2 separate regions of the Mus musculus genome follow, and region 2 is linked to region 1. A link is a contact called in public promoter capture Hi-C data. All regions are on one chromosome and are shown on one strand. The core of a region is the stretch at or near the end of the contact, and the rest is flanking DNA. Distances in the headings are between cores, read along the strand shown. Region 1 holds the start of Wdr59 (WD repeat domain 59). Region 2 holds the start of Aars (alanyl-tRNA synthetase).

Evidence for each region. Promoter capture Hi-C pulls out the DNA fragments that hold promoters and counts their contacts.
Region 2: a contact with region 1 is called in a promoter capture Hi-C map of pre-B cells, with 2.6 times the contacts expected there. The contact joins the promoter of Aars here to the promoter of Wdr59 in region 1. A contact is called at or near these places in 3 of 39 promoter capture datasets (liver and pre-B cells), 1 of 484 Hi-C or Micro-C datasets (CD4 T cells) and 1 of 115 datasets of contacts at active chromatin or transcription factors (memory CD8 T cells).

The regions. Positions count from the first base shown.
Region 1 is chr8:111,519,751-111,526,481 of GRCm38.p6, forward strand. Wdr59 (WD repeat domain 59) reads right to left here and starts at 2,357. Exons shown (of 26, transcript NM_001170742.1): 1 at 2,178-2,357. The coding sequence starts at 2,231.
Region 2 is chr8:111,030,347-111,037,077 of GRCm38.p6, forward strand. It overlaps Aars (alanyl-tRNA synthetase), which reads left to right and starts at 3,496. Exons shown (of 21, transcript NM_146217.4): 1 at 3,496-3,917; 2 at 6,563-6,727. The coding sequence starts at 6,584. It also overlaps a transcript of Ddx19b not described here.

The sequences.
Region 1 (6,731 bases), core at 1,107-3,606:
TTCCAGGAGATTCTGTGCCTCCATCTGGCCTCAGCAGACACTAGACATGAACGATTCCCATATAAACAGGCAAAACAACCATACACCTAAAATTTTACATGGGTACCTTCAAGATGGCTCATAGTATAAAGATTCTAGCTAGATACAGCTGTTGACATAAGCTTAAGTTCCACAGTAAAAGAGTATAGATTCCCAAGTGTTGTCCTCTGATATATCATACACTCACTATAATAATGTTTTGTTTGAATTTAAAGAAAGGAAAAATGATTAAAATAGCCAGTCAGTAAAAACTCTTTTTTAATTTTTAAATTAGTTTTTTTAATTAATTTTGTGTGTATATGAGTGTGGGCAGACATGCCACACAATATGTGTAGAGATCAAAGAATAACTTGTGGGAGCCGGTTTGGTCCTTCAGCCATGTGGGTCCTGGGGACAGAACTCAAGTGGTCGGAGGCTGGCAAGAGCCAATACCTGAAACATTTCAAGCACTCAATGCTAATGTTTTTTAAAAGATATTGTTTTTATTTTTTATTGTTCACTTATTGACTGTGTGTACGAGTGCCACGGGATGTGGATGTAAAAGATCCTGACAGAATGTAAAAGGTCACAGAAGCCCTGAAATTGGCAAAATAGATTTCATTGTTAGCAGAATTAGCTTCACTGATTTAGAAAAATAGAGGTACACAATGCTCTGGCCACTCCTTGAAGCCGTTTGTCTGCCAATGTTTTGGCCATTCCTTGAACCCATGTGTGTGCCCACTGATGAAGCCCATTGCCAGGTGTTTGTGATATTGGTTGCTGAGAAAGAGTCAGAAAATCTCCCCAGCAACCACAGCCGGGCCAATCCAGAGTTGCTACACCTGCACCAGACTCTTTCCTTGTACCCCTCCCATACCCATTTCTTGAGAATAGACATTGTTTAGATCTGGAAATCCCCTTCTCCCTCCCTCTCCTTTCCCCCTGAAGGCCTATAAAAACTGGGCCCCTTTTCCCCTCGTGGTCGACTCCTCTACCCCTGCGTGGGATATGAGTCGTCTCCAGAGCTCTGGCTTTCCCCAAATAAAGCCTTGTGTGGTTTGCATCAAGCTTGGTCTCTCCTGAGTTCTTGGGTGTCCACTATTGTCCCGAGGCCTGAGTGAGGGGCTCCTCTCGGAGTCTTTCAGATGGAGGAAGGAGACCATTGTATGGCAGCTGGTTCTTCCTGACATGTGAGTCCTGGAACTCAGGCTGGCAAGCCTGGCAGCAGTGCCTTTGCCAGCCACCTTGCAGGCCTCCAATGTTAACAATTTTTAAAGCTTGCCATGTGCCACACTTCTTAAACATGTGGCCTCATAAAATTCTCATGCCAGTCCTGTAAGTATAATAACCTCCCTTCTACAGGTAAGAAAACTAGGCATAGCCGAGCAGTAGTGGCGCTTGCCTTTAATCTGGGAGGCAGCGGCAGAAAAAGGCAGATTTCTGAGTTCGAGGCCAGCCTGATCTACAGAATGAGTTCCAGGCCAGCCAGGGCTACACTGAGAAACCCTGTCTCGAAAAACCAAAAAGAAAGAAGAAAAAGAAAAAAGAAAAAAAGAAAAGAAAACCGAGGCGTGGAGAGTGATGTGAGGGATGGGCTCACAGGTGTCCAATCTAAGCAATACATGTATCTTGTCAACGACAGAGTATTTCCCACATTAGCAACCACTTAGGCTGAAACAGATGCTCCGCAAAACAGTATTTCACAAATTCACCCCCAAAATGGTCCAAGGTGAGACTTGGTCCAAGTAACTGAGGCTCAGAGAAGTTCTGCAACTTTCCCGAAGTCACCAAGTGCAGTCGACTACCTCAGGGAGTGGACACCTCCCCCAGTTCACTACCTTGAACAAGGTCAGAATCCCTTTAGCATTTACAATCACTATCTTGGCGTCCCAAGACCATAAGCCTGTTTGGAACCCTAAAGGCCATACACGCCTTTGCCCTAACTGTCCTGACCAGTAATCAAAGCTTCCTTAGCTATCCTGACTGACAGCTCCAGATGAGCACCGCGTCCATCTTCCCACCCTGAGCAAAGGGATGGATGAAAAGGCGGGGGTGCAGGGGTGCGGGGATGGGGGGGGGGGCGGGTGAGGGTGTAAACCACGGAAAGCGCATGCTCAGATGGCTCCATTCCCAGATGGCTCCATTCACGCACAGCTCACCTGAGAGTCTCGAAACTCCACCACCACGTTCTCGCTGCTCCAGCGCGCCGCCATCTCACTAGCCCGATCGTGGGGTGCCAGCAGGCGACCCTCCACCCCCAACCCCACCCCCAAGTCCGAGACTCCCCGCGTGAGTAAGCCCCACACAGCCTGCTAATAAATCCGGCCACGCCCAGTTTCTCCCTTTCACTTGACCACAACTGATTGGCTACCCCAATGATAGACCCCGCCTCTTCTGCTTTCTCCCCCAACCACGGACCAGGTCTGCCCCAAAACAGGAACGCCCCTTCATTTCGTCATCAGTACGAGTCACCTGGGCACCCCGCGGCTGCCGACACGCCCCCTGCCGTGAGCTCTGCTGGGAATTGTAGTCAAATGTCAGCACAGCGTCAGTTACCCAGGAAGAGCCTGAGTTCAGAGAGTAGATGGCAGTTGTCCTGTATTTTTGCTGGTATTTGGTTGGTATCCCCGTATTCTCCTACACATAGCCTATAAACAAAACCTACATCCCTACCAAGGGAAAAAACCTCTTCTGATTCCTGCCATCAAGGCTTTGAAAAATCTGAGTGCACAATTTTTTGTTTCATGCTGTACAGCCGTGCCTCTGAAGTAGTTCCTGAGGTTCTCCACGAACAACACTTTGGGGGTGGAGGAGAAAACAAGTCCCTAAAGGTAAAAACAATTTTATAATCTTACTAACATCACTGTGCGGTATAGTTCTCCCGAGGATGTGTAGTACAGAGGGAATTTACTCTGAGAGGAAGTTTAAACTGAATATTAAACGACATGACTTTTTTCCTTCTTTTTTTCTTTTCTTTTTTTGTTTGTTTTTTTGTTTGGTTGGTTGGTTGGGTTTTTTTTTGTTTGTTTTTTTTTTGAGACAGGGTTTCTCTGTGTAGCTCTGGCTGTCCTGGAACTCACTCTGTAGACCAGGCTGGCCTCGAACTCAGAAATCTGCCTGCCTCTGCATCCCAAATGCTGAAATTAAAGGCGTGCACCACCACTTGCCCGGCTGACCCTCTTTTTGATAACATCATTTTGGTTTTGAAAAGTGTTATTTTTTTTCACTGAAGATGTGTAATTAATGTTAATGGTAGTTGCCATTTAACCATAATGGTTTTTTTTCCCTATTCATGGTTTTAATTTCTAACACTAGCAATATCTTTATCCACACAGTTTTTGGAGTCTTAGACAATTTTTGAGGATGAAATAAAAATTAATCAGGAAGTTTAGCATAGTAGATACTAGTTGGCTCCTCTTCAACCCTATCCTTTGAAGTCCTGGGTTAACTGGCTTAGCATCTCTTTGTCTACAGAAGGGGGTATATCATACTTAGCTGTTGAGAGGAGCCAAGCACTAGGCCTGACATGTTGTAAAGGCTCAAGTATAAACTGTCACCAGCATTCCTCTCTGAAGATCGTTGCATGAATGGAGAGGAGGTGTAGACTCCTTTCCCCCAGCAGACGCTGGTTATAAAGGTCAGACAAACTTGTCTGTAGGCTAGGGTGACTATCATTTCACTGTCGTCTGCCTGGAACAGTCTAGGTTTTACCACTATAACCAGCAAAAAAAAAAACTTGCATCCCAGAGAACCCTTCAGTACCAGAAAAAAGAACAGTTGGTCCCTCCATGGTAGATAAATGTTTGGCAGAATGAACTGCATATTATTATAGAGTTGCGAGCAATGTGTGAAGATGGCATAACCTAAATTGAAGACCTGAAGTGGCACCTTGAAGGTGACATTTGAGTGTTTCAGTATATTAAGATTTTGAAGGGTATACTATGAAAAGGAAAAGAGTGTGAGCTTCATTAAGAGTGTGAACAAGGGTCTGGAGAGGTGGCTCAGCAGTTAAGAGCACTGATTGTGGGCTGGTGAGATGGCTCAGTGGGTAAGAGCACCCGACTGCTCTTCCGAAGGTCCGAAGTTCAAATCCCAGCAACCACATGGTGGCTCACAACCACCCGTAATGAGATCTGATGCCCTCTTCTGGTGTATCTGAAGACAGCTACAGTGTACTTACATATAATAAATAAATAAATCTTTAAAAAAAAAAAAAAAAAAAAAAAAGCACTGATTGTTCTTCCAGAGGTCCTGAGTTCAATTCCCAGCAACCACATGGTGGCTCACAACCATCTGTAATGGGATCTGATGCCCTCTTCTGGTGTGTCTGAAGAGAGCATCAGTGTATTCACACACACACACACACACACACACACACACACGCACACACACATATATACATATTTTTTCATATATGTGTGTGTGCGTGTGTGTGTATATATATACATATACATATGTATATATATATATATATATATATATATATATATATATATATAGAGAGAGAGAGAGAGAGAGAGAGAGAGAGAGAGAGAGGACAAAGTGCACGGTGGTGGGGGCAAACGCCTGTAATCCCAGCACTGGGGAGGCAGAAGCAGGTAGATCTTTATGTTCAGGGCCAGCCTGGTCTACAGAGTGAGTTCCAAGACAGCCAGAACTATACTGAACCACCCACCCACCCACAAGAGTGTGAACAGAGATCTTGAAGTGTGAAGAGTGAGTTATGTCCCCATTGAATTCTTTCTGCAGCACTATGCTGCTGTTTAATTCAATAATTATTTACTTAATTTAATATCTCCAAGCCTCAGACAGGCCCCTGGTCTGTTTTGTTGGAATCTGCTTGGCCCAGCATATGCAGGCTACTCCGTGAACATCTGCCCTGAATGGATGCAACCTGCAGTGCTCATGATCCACAGACCTTTCTAAGTCAGAGGGGTACCTTCTGTGCAACCAAAAGTAACGTAAGACTATTCAAATGCTTTGTGTCTGAGTCTTTTTAAAAAGATTTTAAGTGTGTGTGTGTGTGTGTGTGTGTGTGTGTGTGTGTAGGAGGGAGGGGAGGGGGGAGGGGGGACCTGGGGGTGGGGGATGTGCAAATGAGTGCAGTTGCCTGAGAAGACCAGAAGAAGATACCAAAGAACTGGAGTTACAGGTACTTGGTGATTTATTTGGTATGAATGCTGGGAATTAAACTCAGGTCCTTGGAATTGAACTCAGGTCCTCTGCAAGAGCGGTCTACTGATGAGCCATCTCTCCATCCCTATGTAATTCTGTACATCTAGGAGAAAACAGAATTGTCAGTCATTTTCCTGAATGCTTTCTCTCCTATCCACCTGTCAGGGTTTTTTTCTCACAAACTGAAACTCTTTAAAAGAACAGTAACAACCAGCTAGTGGTAGTGCATGCCTTTAATCCCAGTACTAGGGAAACAGAGGCAGGCAGATCTCTGAGTTTGAGGCTAGCCCGGGCTACAGAGCGAAGTTCCAAGACAGCCTGGGCTTCACAAAGAAACCCTGTCTTGAAAAAACAAAACAAACAAAACTATTACAGGCCTAGAGGGAAGTGGCTTACTGAATGAGAGTATTTGCTTTGAAATCCCGAGAAGCAGAACCGCAGGACTTGTGTAACAAATCTAGGCTCCAGTGTGGACCTGAAACTGCAGATCTAGCTTGGTGGAGATGGGACAGGGACAAGAGGATCACTGGAGTTTGCTGGTATTCATTCTAACTGAGGAAACATGAGCCCAAGGGTCAGAGAATGAGAGTGAGAGCAAGAGAGGAGAAAGAGCAAGAGAGAGGGAGAGAGAGAGAGAGAGAGAGAGAGAGAGAGAGAGAGAGACCTCAAAACAATAAGCAGAGGAAACCTGATGCCTTCTTCTGGTCTTCCCATGCACAGAAGCAATTGCACATGAATGAGCAGAAACACACATAGTGGGGGCTGGTGAGATGGCTCAGTGGGTAAGAGCACCCGACTGCTCTTCTGAAGGTCCGGAGTTCAAATCCCAGCAACCACATGGTGGCTCACAACCATCTGTAACAAGATCTGACTCCCTCTTCTGGACAGCTACAGTGTACTTACATATAATAAATAAATAAATCTTTAAAAACACACACACACACATAGTAAGATGCTCCTACAAGTAAGCACAAATATTAAAGAAAAACTTCTAGAGCAAATTGTAATGTGGAGTTCTAATCAATGACAGAACTCAGAGTGCGCTATCACATCAGGATCGTTGGGTGGCTGGAGAGGTGGGTCATAGGTTAAACCACTGGCTGCTCTTCCAGAGATCTGAAGCCCCAAGTGGGGCTCCTCACAACAGTTATAGGGGAATCTGATGCCCTCTTCTGGCTTTCATGAGGACCGGCACACATGAGGCATACACACACATACACATAAATAAACATTTCAAAAATCTTTTTAAAAACATTCAAGCCTGGTGGCTTATGACTTTAATCCTAGCATGTGAGAGAAAAACAGCTGGATCTCTGTGAACTTAAGGACAACCTGGTCTACCTTGTGAGTTTCCAGCCAACCAGAGCTACATAGTAAAGCCCTGCCCCAAAAACAAACAAATAAAAAAATGATTAATTTTAAAATCACTGGATATCAGGGGTTAGACCAACCTCCACATCACAGTGAGACCTCCCCACAAACAGGAAACTATTCTAGCCTACACACTCCACCTTTCTTCTGTCACCCAGTTCCCTCCA
Region 2 (6,731 bases), core at 2,246-4,745, 490 kb before region 1:
CTCAACGGCCTCGCCCCAGAAAAAGAACAACAAATCTTACTTCAGATAAACAACAAAGGAAATAACATTTAACAAATACCTCAGTTTCTAGGGGATGGGAGGGGGATTAAAGAGTGTGTGACCAGATTGCTAAGACCCTTTATGAAATTGCCAAAAAGTAATTTAAAAGTCAGTCAGTCCCGTCCCCCCACCCATACACATTCACATTCACACACACAACCTAGGCTTCTACCACGGGAATAAAGAAATAAAACGTGGAATTGAAAGTGGTGCTCTTGCCTAGCAGACTAATCCAGACCCTGAATGTCTAGTAACTCAAACATAAACAAGGAATTTCAGCTGAAGCCCTCTCCAAGTCAAGGCAGGCAGTTCTCCCTGTAATACTTGCATTTGGAAGGTAAAAGCAGAAAGATCCAGTTCAAGATTATTGTTGGCTATATACTGAGTTGAAGGCTAGCCTAGGGCTAGTGAGATTGTTCAGAGCACCAACAAAGAATACCAAAAGCAGCCTCTGTAACCATCACAGGAGGAACTGCTATCCTGAACTAAGTTTAGTGTGTTATTTCTATTTAAAAAAAAAAAAAAAAAAAAAAGCTGGGCGGTGGTGGCACACGCCTTTAATCCCAGCACTCAGGAAACAGAGGCAGGTGGATCTCTGAGTTCGAGGCCAGCCTGGTTTGCTGAGCAAGTTCCAGGCCAGGCAGCACTGTTACTGAGAACCCTGTTTCAAAAACAAACAAACAAACAAACAAACAAACAAGCAAACAAAAAACTCTAGACTCTCAAGACTCAACCCCCAACATCGTTGAGGACTTCTAAGGAGAAAGAACGTGATGTCCAAAGTGGTGTGTGAGGAAAGACCAATTAGGCACTTTAGTTCAGTCTCCTGTACTTATTTCCGTGTTGCCGAGGTCAGCCTGTTTGCTAACTCATGGTAGGCAGTCATTTGGGTTCTGGGACATATTAAAGGCCTGGGGCTCCGTGCCTGCTGGTGGTTAAGTCTCCTTAGCTTTTTTTTTTTTTTTTTTTTTTTTTTGGGTTTTTGAGACAGGGTTTCTCTGTGCAGTCCTGGAACTCACTCTGTAGACCTGGCTGGCCTTGAACTCAGAAATCCACCTGCCTCTGCCTCCCAAGTGCTGGGATTAAAGGCGTTGCGCCACCACTGCCCCGCTGTCTCCTTAGCTTTTACTCGTTCATTTATTCCCCTGCCTTCTTTCTAGCAGCGAGAAAAGCGCCTAAAGGTACGGAAGGAAAGCTACCCGCACAGATACTCACACCAGTCAGGGGCAGGGAAAGTGGATTCCGAGCTTGGGCTTGGGCTCGGGCTCGGGCTCGACCTCGACCCGGCCAGCAGCTCCGGCCATCGCGGCGCAACATGGCGGTTAGGCTTCCCCAACGGCCACTCACAATCCAAACCAAGCCGAAGCTCCATTGGCTGAGCCTTTGAAGTTGGCTCCTCCCAGCCAATCATAAGAGGGGCACTGAACGGCTCTTGCTTACGCATGCGCACTGAGCATGTTCTCTCCAAAGACCCATAGATGCCTTCTCCAGGTCACTTGAAGTTTCAAGTTGTCATTTGTTGTTGAATTGACCTATGAATAGAAATTCCTTCACAGGAGTAGTGTCTACATTTTAAGAAATACTGATCCTGCCGGGCGGTGGTGGCACACATCCAGTGCTCTTAACCACTGAGCCATCTCTCTAGCCCTCTGCTCATCTCTTTATGACACCCTGGGCAAACTGGGCGTGGTGACGCACGCCTTTAATCCCAGCACTCGGGAGGGAGAGGCAGGCGGATTTCTGAATTCGAGGCCAGCCTGGTCTACAGAGTGAGCTCCAGGACAGCCAGGGCTATACAAGAAAAACCCTGTCTCGAAAAACAAACAGACAGACAGACAGACAGAAAAAGAAAAGAAAAGAAAAGAAAAAAGAAAAGCTGATCCTGTTGCAAGGGCCTTTAACCTAGCACTTGGGAGGCAGAGGCAGGCAAATCTTTGTGAGTTCAAGGCCATCCTGGTTTATTTGTTGAGTTATTTGATAGCCAGGGACTATGTAAAAACAGAGGAAAAAATAAAAATAAAAAGACAAGGTCTTGGTATATAGCTGTGAACAAAAACTGGAAAGAGACTATACTATGTCTGTGGATACTAATTGACTGATTAGATCTGAGGTCAGTACTGTGAAGACAGGAATGTCGTAAGCTCACAGGCTAATTGAATTTGTCTTGGACTAGTTCTGGCCTTCTGAAAACAACCATTCTTTGTCCATTTCTGTGTTTGAACTAATAAAGTCTTGTACTAACAGATAGAAACCATTTGGAATCTATTAACTTACCAGACCACTGGCTTCCACCATCCAAAAAGCTAAAGATGCCATCAGATAACATCTTGGGTCTATAGAAAAGCTTTCCATCTTGCTATAGTCGCCTTTCAGATATAACCATCACTATATTTTAAAATTACCTTGACTTATGACTCTCTTTGTTCTGTAAAGCTGTACATCATGAAAAAGTTTTCGTGTAATTTGGGGTTTCCTCATCTGTGAAAAAGTGGTACTAGCAGACCTGATAATACAGTTTAAAAATTAAACGGTGTGTGAACTTTTTAGTGTGATGCCTTACCTATAGATTTTAGGTTTTGTGTGTGTTATTTTGAGACTGTGCCCAAGGCCCAAGGGTAGCCTTAAGCTCTGATCCTCTTGGCTCTCAAGTGCTGGGACTATGGATGTGCGTCACCGTTGTAGGCGTTTCCTAAGAATGTTGACTTGTTTTCTAAAGCAAACAGAGGGACAGATGTCCTTTAACTTGGGTTACGTCATTTCTTCCTCTTCAAAATCAAGACCCGAATTTCTTCTTATTGGGACCTGAAGGACAAATATAAAGCTATGCCTAATGTCACAGGACTGTACTGCCTCCTACTCCGGAGGCTAAGACAAGAGTGAAAAATTCAAGGCCAACCTGGACAATTTATCCAGACCCTGTCTCAAAGAGAGAACCGGACGTATCAGTCAGTGCCAAAGCGCTTCGGCGTGGTTGAAGCACTTATTTCAGTCCAGGGTACCGTTAAAGAAGGCATGCCGATCTATACGCGATAACAATAAGAACATTTGATTGGTGCACACCTGCAAGACTGGCAAATCCCCTGATTTCAAGACCACCTTGCTCCGTTTCAAAAGGCCGAAAAACGAACCTTTGAGGTACGTGTATCACTTTGCAGTTAAACAGTTCTATGCCAAAATCTGTGATCGCCACCAAATTCATGTTTTCATTCCTCTTGTTAACTGTCAACTATTAGGGCTTTGCCAATAGAACCCAAAATGTCTGCCTCCTGAAGCCAATAGTCAACCCTGTCACGTGACACTCCATGTCCTAGCTTTCTTGAGCATTGCATCAGCCGAGCCCAGGAGCCTTCCCAGAAACCGGCTTGTTAGCTCATTCGCGCTCCGAATGATTGGCATGCCAGTGGACCAATCATATCAGAGGATGACAAGGCGTAGCGGGTCACTTTTCATCAGAGCGCTCTGATTGGATGGTGAGGTACGGCTCTGGCACCGGTTGTGGCGGGTGAGTATAGCTTCTTGTGCGCATCTGAGGGAGCAGGTAACTGCCGGCGAGTGGCGGTGGGCTCCGGGCAAGGAAGGACCTGGGGACCCGGACCCTCGGGAAAAAAAGCAAGTGAGCCCCGAGAGCTCTACGAGAAGAGCCGGCGCTTGGAGGGGGAGGGGCAGCTGCAGCGGGCTGCCGGGCGGTCCCGCCCCTGGCCTGGGTCAGGACCCGGTCTCCGCAGGAGCCGGATCTCGAGAGTAGCTTTTGCTATTCCCTCGGAGCACTGAGAGTGGTGTGGTTTCTGGTGGACTTGCAGAGGACCAAGACCTTGGGAAGATCGCGGTTGCTCTTCAGTCGCCACCCAGAGCTAAGGGTTTGTCTCCTCTAATTTTAATCTCTTAGGGGGTTAGGGAACCAGGCCTGAAGAGCAGGGTGACTAAGATAAATGGAGTCTCTCTAAGAGGCATCTTCATTCATTCTTTATTAGGTTCTCACACCTTACCCCAGACTGGCCTGAACTCAACTCTGTAACCCGGGCTGGCCTTGAACTCGCGGCAGTTCTCCTGCCTCAGCATTTCAAGTGCTGGAATTACAGGCGTGAGCCAGCACTCCAGACTCGCTTCTTTCTGTTGCTGTTTTGAGACAGGGTTTCACTATGTAGACCAGGCTGGTCTCGACTCACAGAGATCTTCAAGAGTGGTGGGACCAAAGGCGTGTGCTACGACCCTCGGCCCGATTCGATTCTTAAAAACAGAATAGTTGATACCTTCAGGTTCACCCGAACAAATATATTCAGCAATTTTTTCAAACAGTCTAAGTTTCCTGGTGTGCTTTGGAGTATGTTAGTGCAGAGCATGCTATTTACAGATTAGTATAATTAATCATGAGCATGGGTGACGACCACTTTACTAGATACTGAAAATACACTGTAACGGTGAAGTGAAGCCAGCCAGGATTCCTACTGAGATGTAACATAGACTGTGATTGGGAGGTGAGCATTAAATAGTCACACCAAATAAATCATTTGAGGCTAGGAGACAGTATAAAGAGGAGAGACCTGGTGAAGAAAGGAAAGGTTTGCTTAAGTATGTTTCTTTGTGATTGATCAAAACGACCTCATTAGGAAGAAGGGAAAGGAGAGGCCAGGCAGAACGGCTAGCTTGTAAATGGAAATATGTTACAAGGTCCTGTGGCTGAAGTCACCTTGTAATTCAAGGCCCTGGGTCTGGCCCCAAGCTTGCAAATACAAACAAATAAATAAAAGTTCTGAAGGCCTTTTAAGCCCCTGCTGGGATGTACTGTTTTCGGACCTGCCTCTGCTACAGACGTGTTATGTATATTGAGGAAAGAACAAGTTTTAATGTTGGAAACTTTATTTATTTATTCATTTATTTATTTATTTATTGGGGGCTGGGTCTCTGACCTGGAAACCTCCAACCCTCCATTTTCCTTCCTCAGCCTCCCGAGCTCTGGGATGGTCAGAGTGGGGACACAGCTTTCAACAGCCTTCAGTCTTCATAGGGTAATGGACATGTTAGATCCCAGTATACAACTCTGGTGTAGTCTGTATGTAGTGGCCACCCTATGGGGGCACTGGTTCTCCACTGGCTCTTAGCACACAGTCCTCATTCATTACTTAGGCAAAGGTGGGAGGTTCAAGTGTGCTCTAGAAAGTAATGTTCCCTCAGCTTGTCTGTGGAGAGAAGCAGGTTGTTTTCTTCAGCAACAATGACTCTAAAGGTAAAGTCGAACTGTAGCCATTGTTAAGGAGGGCTGAAAAGAGAAGGCGGTGTGACAAGATTTCTGAAAACCTTGACTCCTTATGGTGACTAGCAAGATCCTGTGGGAATGCAAGTCCATCCCCACCCCCCACCCCACCCCTCCACACACACTCAGCCTGTGTCACCATCTTTTTGCCCCTTTGGGGCTTCTGTCAGAGTGATAGACTAAGTTGTAAGTAGATCATTTGGAGTTGTGGTTGGCTGAGTCAGGATGTCATGTGCTTTGCGGGTGTGTTTAAAAACTCTGTGCTAATGGGCGTAAAATAGTGTCCAGTTCAATAACTTTTTTTTGATGCTCACAAGGTCCTGTTCCACACAGACACTAAACTCAAGCTAAAGTGGTGCAGTTAAGTTTAGAGCTGGCTCTAGAATTCTAGAGATGTTTAGATGATGTCAAAAATGAGACAGTTCTCATTTGTCAGGACACCCAGCACTGCAGAGCACTACAGCACTAGACGCCGATTGGTGCACTCCAACCAAAACCTGTCATCCCCACCTTACACACTCCCTGCCTTTCAGGGACCTGAGGGTGCACATAAAAACGTTTTGACGCTATAAAGTTGTCTTTTCTCAACCTCTGCCTCTTCTGAGTCCCCGGACTCGTTCTTCCAATAGCATACTCATTTCGAAATGATGCTGTATACAGATAGCCCCAGTTCTTCGTAATATCATGGCTAGAACCCGGCTCTTTCCCAGCTAGGGCTCTGAAGGTTTAGGCTACGTAGAGGTTGATGCATTCTTGATACTTTAGGGTGGTCCATGGCACAGATGGGCTTATCCCTGGGTTCATAGCCACTGACACAAGTGTCAGCCCAAACCTGGCACCTGTGCCTTTGGGGATATGGAACTTTGGACAAGCCTCAGCCTGTAGGTTAACAAAGAGCTTGGAAGCTCCTCAGAGGCCAGTGGGTACAGACTCCCCTTTTGTTGAGGTGACCCTTGCCGATTCCTAGCCGTAGGTACTCAGTGCGTATTTGGTTAATGAATGAAACCATGAAGAAGAGCCTTGCTTTGCTTGACGGGTCAACAGGGGGAAGACAGCCGGGGCCAGTCTGCTGAGGCAGCAAAGATTTCCCAGTGAGGGTGACTGTAACCTGGGACATTGCAACAGGAAAGTTTTAGGATCAAAGAAACAGCTAACCTATTTGACTTGGCTTGAGACGACACGAGTCTTGTGTAATCCCCACTTTTACTTTTATTTCCCTAACTTGCCGTCGTCATTCCTTCTTCCTTTTAGTTCCCGAGGAGACTTTCCGAAATGGATGCCACTTTAACAGCACGAGAGATCCGAGAGCGGTTTATAAATTTCTTCAGACGAAATGAGCACACCTATGTCCACTCTTCCGCCACCATCCCTCTGGATGACCCCACTCTGCTCTTCGCCAACGCTGGCATGAACCAGGTAA